Linked DNA regions of Sus scrofa: region 1 is linked to region 2. A link is a contact called in public HiChIP or PLAC-seq data. All regions are on one chromosome and are shown on one strand. The core of a region is the stretch at or near the end of the contact, and the rest is flanking DNA. Distances in the headings are between cores, read along the strand shown.

Evidence for each region. HiChIP or PLAC-seq counts read pairs in DNA pulled down with a chosen protein or histone mark.
Region 1: a contact with region 2 is called in an H3K27ac HiChIP or PLAC-seq map of alveolar macrophages. The contact joins two enhancer-like sites. A contact is called at or near these places in 1 of 47 Hi-C or Micro-C datasets (embryonic fibroblasts) and 1 of 2 datasets of contacts at active chromatin or transcription factors (alveolar macrophages).

The regions. Positions count from the first base shown.
Region 1 is chr13:61,610,109-61,612,808 of Sscrofa11.1, forward strand. No RefSeq gene overlaps it. Among named protein-coding and RNA genes, the nearest start is that of ARL8B, 29 kb to the right of the region's middle. Within about 2 kb of position 1,388, at least 2 of the 83 cell types and tissues checked have an H3K27ac peak or open chromatin away from gene starts, as enhancers often do. A contact at or near this core is called in alveolar macrophages, where this site is marked.
Region 2 is chr13:61,302,057-61,304,756 of Sscrofa11.1, forward strand. The region is part of intron 41 of ITPR1 (inositol 1,4,5-trisphosphate receptor type 1); the gene reads left to right. Among named protein-coding and RNA genes, the nearest start is that of BHLHE40, 220 kb to the right of the region's middle. Within about 2 kb of position 1,380, at least 44 of the 83 cell types and tissues checked have an H3K27ac peak or open chromatin away from gene starts, as enhancers often do. A contact at or near this core is called in alveolar macrophages, where this site is marked.

The DNA of each region.
Region 1 (2,700 bases), core at 138-2,637, 310 kb after region 2:
TCTTGGAACAACAGTTCCCATCTCCTATCTATTGAAGGAGGCTGGATGTTGATAAGATGTGTTAGTGCCCAGAGAGTTTGATGCTTACCCGAGTCTCCAAGGACCTATGTTTCTAATTCTACCAACCCACTCAGCTTTCCAAGGTCCTGTTATCTAATTAGAGAAGCTGCCTGTGTACCTAAGTTCTTCTGGCCCTCTGGAAAGTGACAATGCAACAGAAACCTGCCCATTGATCTCTTTAATATTATCACCAGCATAAGTTGGACGATCACCTGTAGGATAATGCCAATAAGAACAAAAGCCTTCCTGTCTTGAATACTTAGTGCCTTACATGGATGAGCTCCTTTACTTTTCTCAACAGTATTATGATATAAGTACTATTATTTTGCCCATTTTACAAGTGAGGAAATCAAGACTCAGAGAAGTTAACTGGCTTGACCAAGAACACATAGCTGGTTTAGTACTGAAAATGGAATTCAAGCCCTAGTGTGCCTGACACCAAGTGTCCATAATCTTGACCATCATACAAGGTGCTTCTGGTTATTCCTACTAATATCTCTGTGAGGAGTTGTAAAGAGAATTAAAACCTTAGATAGAGGGAGATGGAGGTTGGCCTCTGCATTAATGAGAGAAATATGAGCTACAATAATGATTAGACCCCCATTTTCAGTGTTTTCACCCAGTGAAAATGTATTTGTTACTCACAAAATAATCTGATGAAGATGTTCCTGGTGGCATTCATCCAGGTGGTGATTCTGGCATCCAGTCACATCTTATCTCTTGGCTCTACCAACCCTTAGAGGCTTAGAGACCTCTGTGTCCAGGAGGAAGGGGAGAAAAGAAATGGCAGACCCTCTTCTTAACTACTTTGGCCATAAGTAACACAAATCGCTTCTGCTCGCCTTCTGTTGCCCAACACTAGTCACATGCCCCTGCACAAATGAAAGGGCCTTGGGATGCACTGCCTCCCTAGGCCACCACGTTTCAGCACCAACTCTGCCTCATGGGTGGGGGAGCATGAAATATTTGGTGAAAATTTAGTTATTTCTGCCCCAGCCTCAGTGATCATATGTTCCTTCTATCTTGTATGGTTACATAATTTGCCTAAAATACATGGGAATTTGTTGAAGGTGAAGATCCTTTCAATAGGGCAGTGTTCCTGTGAGAAATGACCAGGACAGAAAATGTGTGTGGTCAGTGTCCTCTGTGGCCTGATGCTTTCAGCATTGAAAAATGAGAGTGTCTAGATCCTTCTCCCATAGTCCAGTCAGGGTGGTCCATTGTCACTTCTAACAGGAGGGCAGGATGGGCTCCAGAGGCAGCATGGCTCACTGCAGAGGGAGGTACCCAAAGACATGGTTTTTACATAATGTTTAGAAATAAGCATCTGAGAAGTGTGGAAACATGCCGTCCTGATTTACTCAGCCTTGTCGTTAAGCGCTGGCATTATCACCATCTGCCGAATGTGGAAGTTGTTTAAAAATGAGTCACCTGGCACCAGAAATCATTTCTGCACAAAGCCTCCCCCACTATCTCTTGGTATCAACACTAAGTCACTGCTGCTATAAGTTTTAAGAAACCTGAGAGAGTGTGAGTCTCCTCCCACCCCCCACTGCCCAGGTGGCATTTGGTTATTTATTCTCTAGCACAGAAGCATCAATTTCCTTGAAACTTGTTGGCACATTGGCTTTTTGAGGATGTTGAATTATATTGTGTGGACAAATGCAGTATTATTTCTATGTTCACATGAGTGTTAGACTTAGACTACTTTGCATCTCTTTCCCATCTTAACCAATGACAGACATAGTGCAGTTTGTCTCATTCACCCAGAAACTTGCCAAACCTCTCCAAAGTTTATCCATTTTGGGGTGATTTTTTCCATAGGGGAGTCAGTGTCCCTTTGATATTCTGTAACTTAAATACTGAAATGAAAGGTAAACTACTGTTAATATGTTTTATGTCAGGAGTTCGCTTGTGGCCCAGTGGAGTAAGGACCTGACTTTGTCACTGCTGCAGCTTGGGTTGCTGCTGTGGTGTGGGTTCAATCCCTGGCCCAGGAACTGAGCGTACTCTGGACATGGCCCCCCAAAATATGTCCCATATTAAATAGGGCACTGGAAGAGGGGAAACTGGTTTGTGTATAAGAAAATGTATTCATGTCAAATAAGGAGGAATGCTTCCAACAATTATAGTCCTGGTTTCTGCAACTGGTCATGTGGTCATAGCTGATATTTATAACTGCCATCTTCCTCTACCCACTCCATATCCCCTTTTCCCTTTGCAGGCACGTTGGTCAGGGCTTCTTCCCAGAGCTCACACCTTCATTCCTCACTCACTGCATAACCCCAAAAGCTGTCAGTTTTGTGGGAGGCTACAGGGTCTGGCTGCTGACCATGGTGCTGGAAATGCCTCTGCAGAAGGATGCTGTTCTGAGACACTGGTAGGTCCCCACAGCTGCCTCTTAGCAGAGAATCTCAGGATTTGGAACAAAGCTATATATCATCCTTTGCAGATAACTCTTCTCCTTTTAAGAGGCAACCTACCAAGTTACCAGGCAACCTGAGGTGATCATAGGGAATGGGGGCTGTGCTAGCTTACTCTTCATTAGTTGTAAAATACCAGAACATGTGTTCACCTTTAAGAGTCCAGTCAATTTTATCACTGGGGTTCCTGCAAAAGTTATTGATCCTAACAGGCGCT
Region 2 (2,700 bases), core at 130-2,629:
AAACTAAGGGCCTACCGTGCTTACTAGGAACTCTCACAGGGAGAATTACTTCCTTCTCCTGAAGCCTTGCAATCTGTCACATCATCACTTCAGCCCTGAAATGCCTGGCAGCCAAACTGAGGATATTTCCTGGCCTGACACAGTGGACTCCAAGTCTTCCAGTCTCTTCTGTCCCTGCCCTGGCTTCTGTGATGGTGATAACATCTGAGGATGGATATCACCTCCCAAACTTCTCCTCCCTGGGTGCCGTCAGAGTGGCTCAGACTTCATGGTGTTATCCCCTGCTTACAGGAACAAGGAGGTGGGACTGCCCCCCGGGGGGTCCCCTGGAACAGGTGACATCGTGGAGCCATGGGATCAAGCTTCCCTTTAAGAGTAACTCCTGCTTTCTTTCTGCCCTCTCCAGTGCCACCCACTTCCTACCAGCCCCCAGAAGAAATCTTTCCTTTCTGCTTGATGTTTTGTAGCAAAGTGGGAAACTATAAAATAAGCATTTGCTTGTGAATTAATTTTTGGCACATGCAGGGGCTCAGCAAGTCTCATGGCACTTGCATATCCGTCCTCCGAGTCCTTGCCAATTTTTGTGTGTTTCCTTCCTCCTGAGATGTTCCCACCAGCACCCGGGGGAATGTTCCCCCACTTCCTCTTTCCTACAGGAACACAGAGGCTGGTCTCACCTGGGGCAGAGAAGGAGTAGAATGGATCTTTCAACACACCTAGTGTTTGGGGTGTTTTAAGCACATACAGATGGTTGAGGATATATGTGCTGATCTGACCACAGAGAACCGTTCAGCAAATAAAGGGGACAGATCCAAAAAGATTTGGTGGTGGGGGGGATTAATTGTTTCCGGTTGCAGAAGCACAGCAAATTGCATGTATCAAATGGCTGCCCAAGGCTCTTCCTATGCCAAGTCTAGCCTCCAGACACACCCAAAAAGGATTTTCTTCTCTGCACGTACACAGTATGAGTTGGAAACTGTGAGAAGTGCTCTGTCAGGAAGCTGGCTGCGGATTCAGCTGAGAGATGAGATGAGAGAGAAATCCCTCGTCCAAGGGCCTTTCCCTCACCACATTTTTTTTTTTTTTTTTTTTTTTTTTTTTGAGGTTGGCTTGAGACAGCAGGCCAGGAGCCAGTGTTAGATAGGAAATCTCCCACCCCTTCCAGAAGAAGTCACCACAGAAGGCACTGAGGAGAGAGCACGCTGGAGACCCCCCTCTGACCCCGGGGAGCGGGGGTGGGAGGGTGAGAAGCAGTTTGCTTTGCCTTTGCTGGAAATGGGGGGCCAGCTGGTGAGGAAGATCAGCCTTGGTTTGACAGGGCAGCCACCCCAGGAGGAGGAGAGTGGTGTGCAAGCGAGTTACGTAAAAGGGTGTTGTGTTTGGCAGAGAAGTCAGAAATGAGTCACTTCTGAGCGGTGTTTTCTGACCTCGGGTTTTATCCATGTGGGAGAAGAGTGTGGCCAGCATCAGAGTCAGGAGCCTGCTTTCTCCCTGGCGTGGGGGGTGTTACCATGACAGTAAGAGGGAGGCAGGTGGTGGGGCCCCAGCAGGCTCCCCCAGGCACTCTGCCCTTCAGCGGAAACCACAAGGGTCTGGACAGCAAAGCACCCTGGCCTGGTTCAGGGAGGGCTTGTAGGTGCTGCCAGTGGGCCCTCCATGGTGAGTGGGTGGCATGGGGTCAGGGACTTGGGGGGACACTACCCAGTAGGGCAGGCGTGCAGGAGAAGGAACTTGGCTTCCAAAGCGGAAACACCTGGGCTGGAGTTCCAACCGGCAGGGTGACCTTGGACTTTCTCAGGACACGCTGAAACTCAGTTTTCTCACTTGTGAAAAGAGAATTGGAAAAACTGAGTCCCTCCCTTTTGCTCATGTTGAGAGGATTAAAGAGAGTAATGTCAGGTAGAGCTGCAGGAAGGAGCTGCTGCCCTGGGGCTGGTGTGGTGGAGCAGGAAGGCCTGTTCCACTCCTGTCTCCTCAGTCCCTCAGGGCTCGGGGCAGTGCCCTTGACCGCTCAGCCCAGCTCCTGCCCAGAAGAAGGTGATTCACAGAAAGTGCCTCACTCAAAGCCAGGGTCCTAGAAGGCTCTCAAAATGAGGCAGTGATTATTTGTATTAATGCTGCCTTGATTATTTTAAAATGAGGTTCATTTTATTAAATTTTTCTGTCAAAAATCCAACTTCTTAAATTTTGCTTCTGTGTCATGGTTGATGATCCAGTGAGCCTGGGGGCTGTGCTATTTATGTTGTTTTCACACACAATTCACCTCCATCTCTCTGACTGTTTCTATGTTTGAAGTGATTTTAGAGGCCCAGGAGGCAGGGAAGTCTTCATCGCCTCAGTTATCAGGTATTTACACTAACAGATGTTACAGGTGAAGCCGAAAGCAACGGGCAATGCAGTTAACTGCTCCCTGACCCAGGACCTTTCCTTTCCTTCTCTGTGTTATTATTATCATTATTATGTCACTTTTTGGTCCCAGTCATCTGCGGACATACATCTTTCTTCTCCATTCCCAGGAAACTGGCATGTCATTGAACAGGAGTCTTTGATCTAGATCCAGGTTTGGAAGTGAAAACCCAAAATCCCAAAGAAGCTCCCATGGTTGGGAGTGTAAGACTTGCATGATTGCCCACAACTCTCCAAGTAACAAGAGAAGATGCCTGGACCCACTGGCACCAGGTTCTGAAGTTCAGGGCAAGA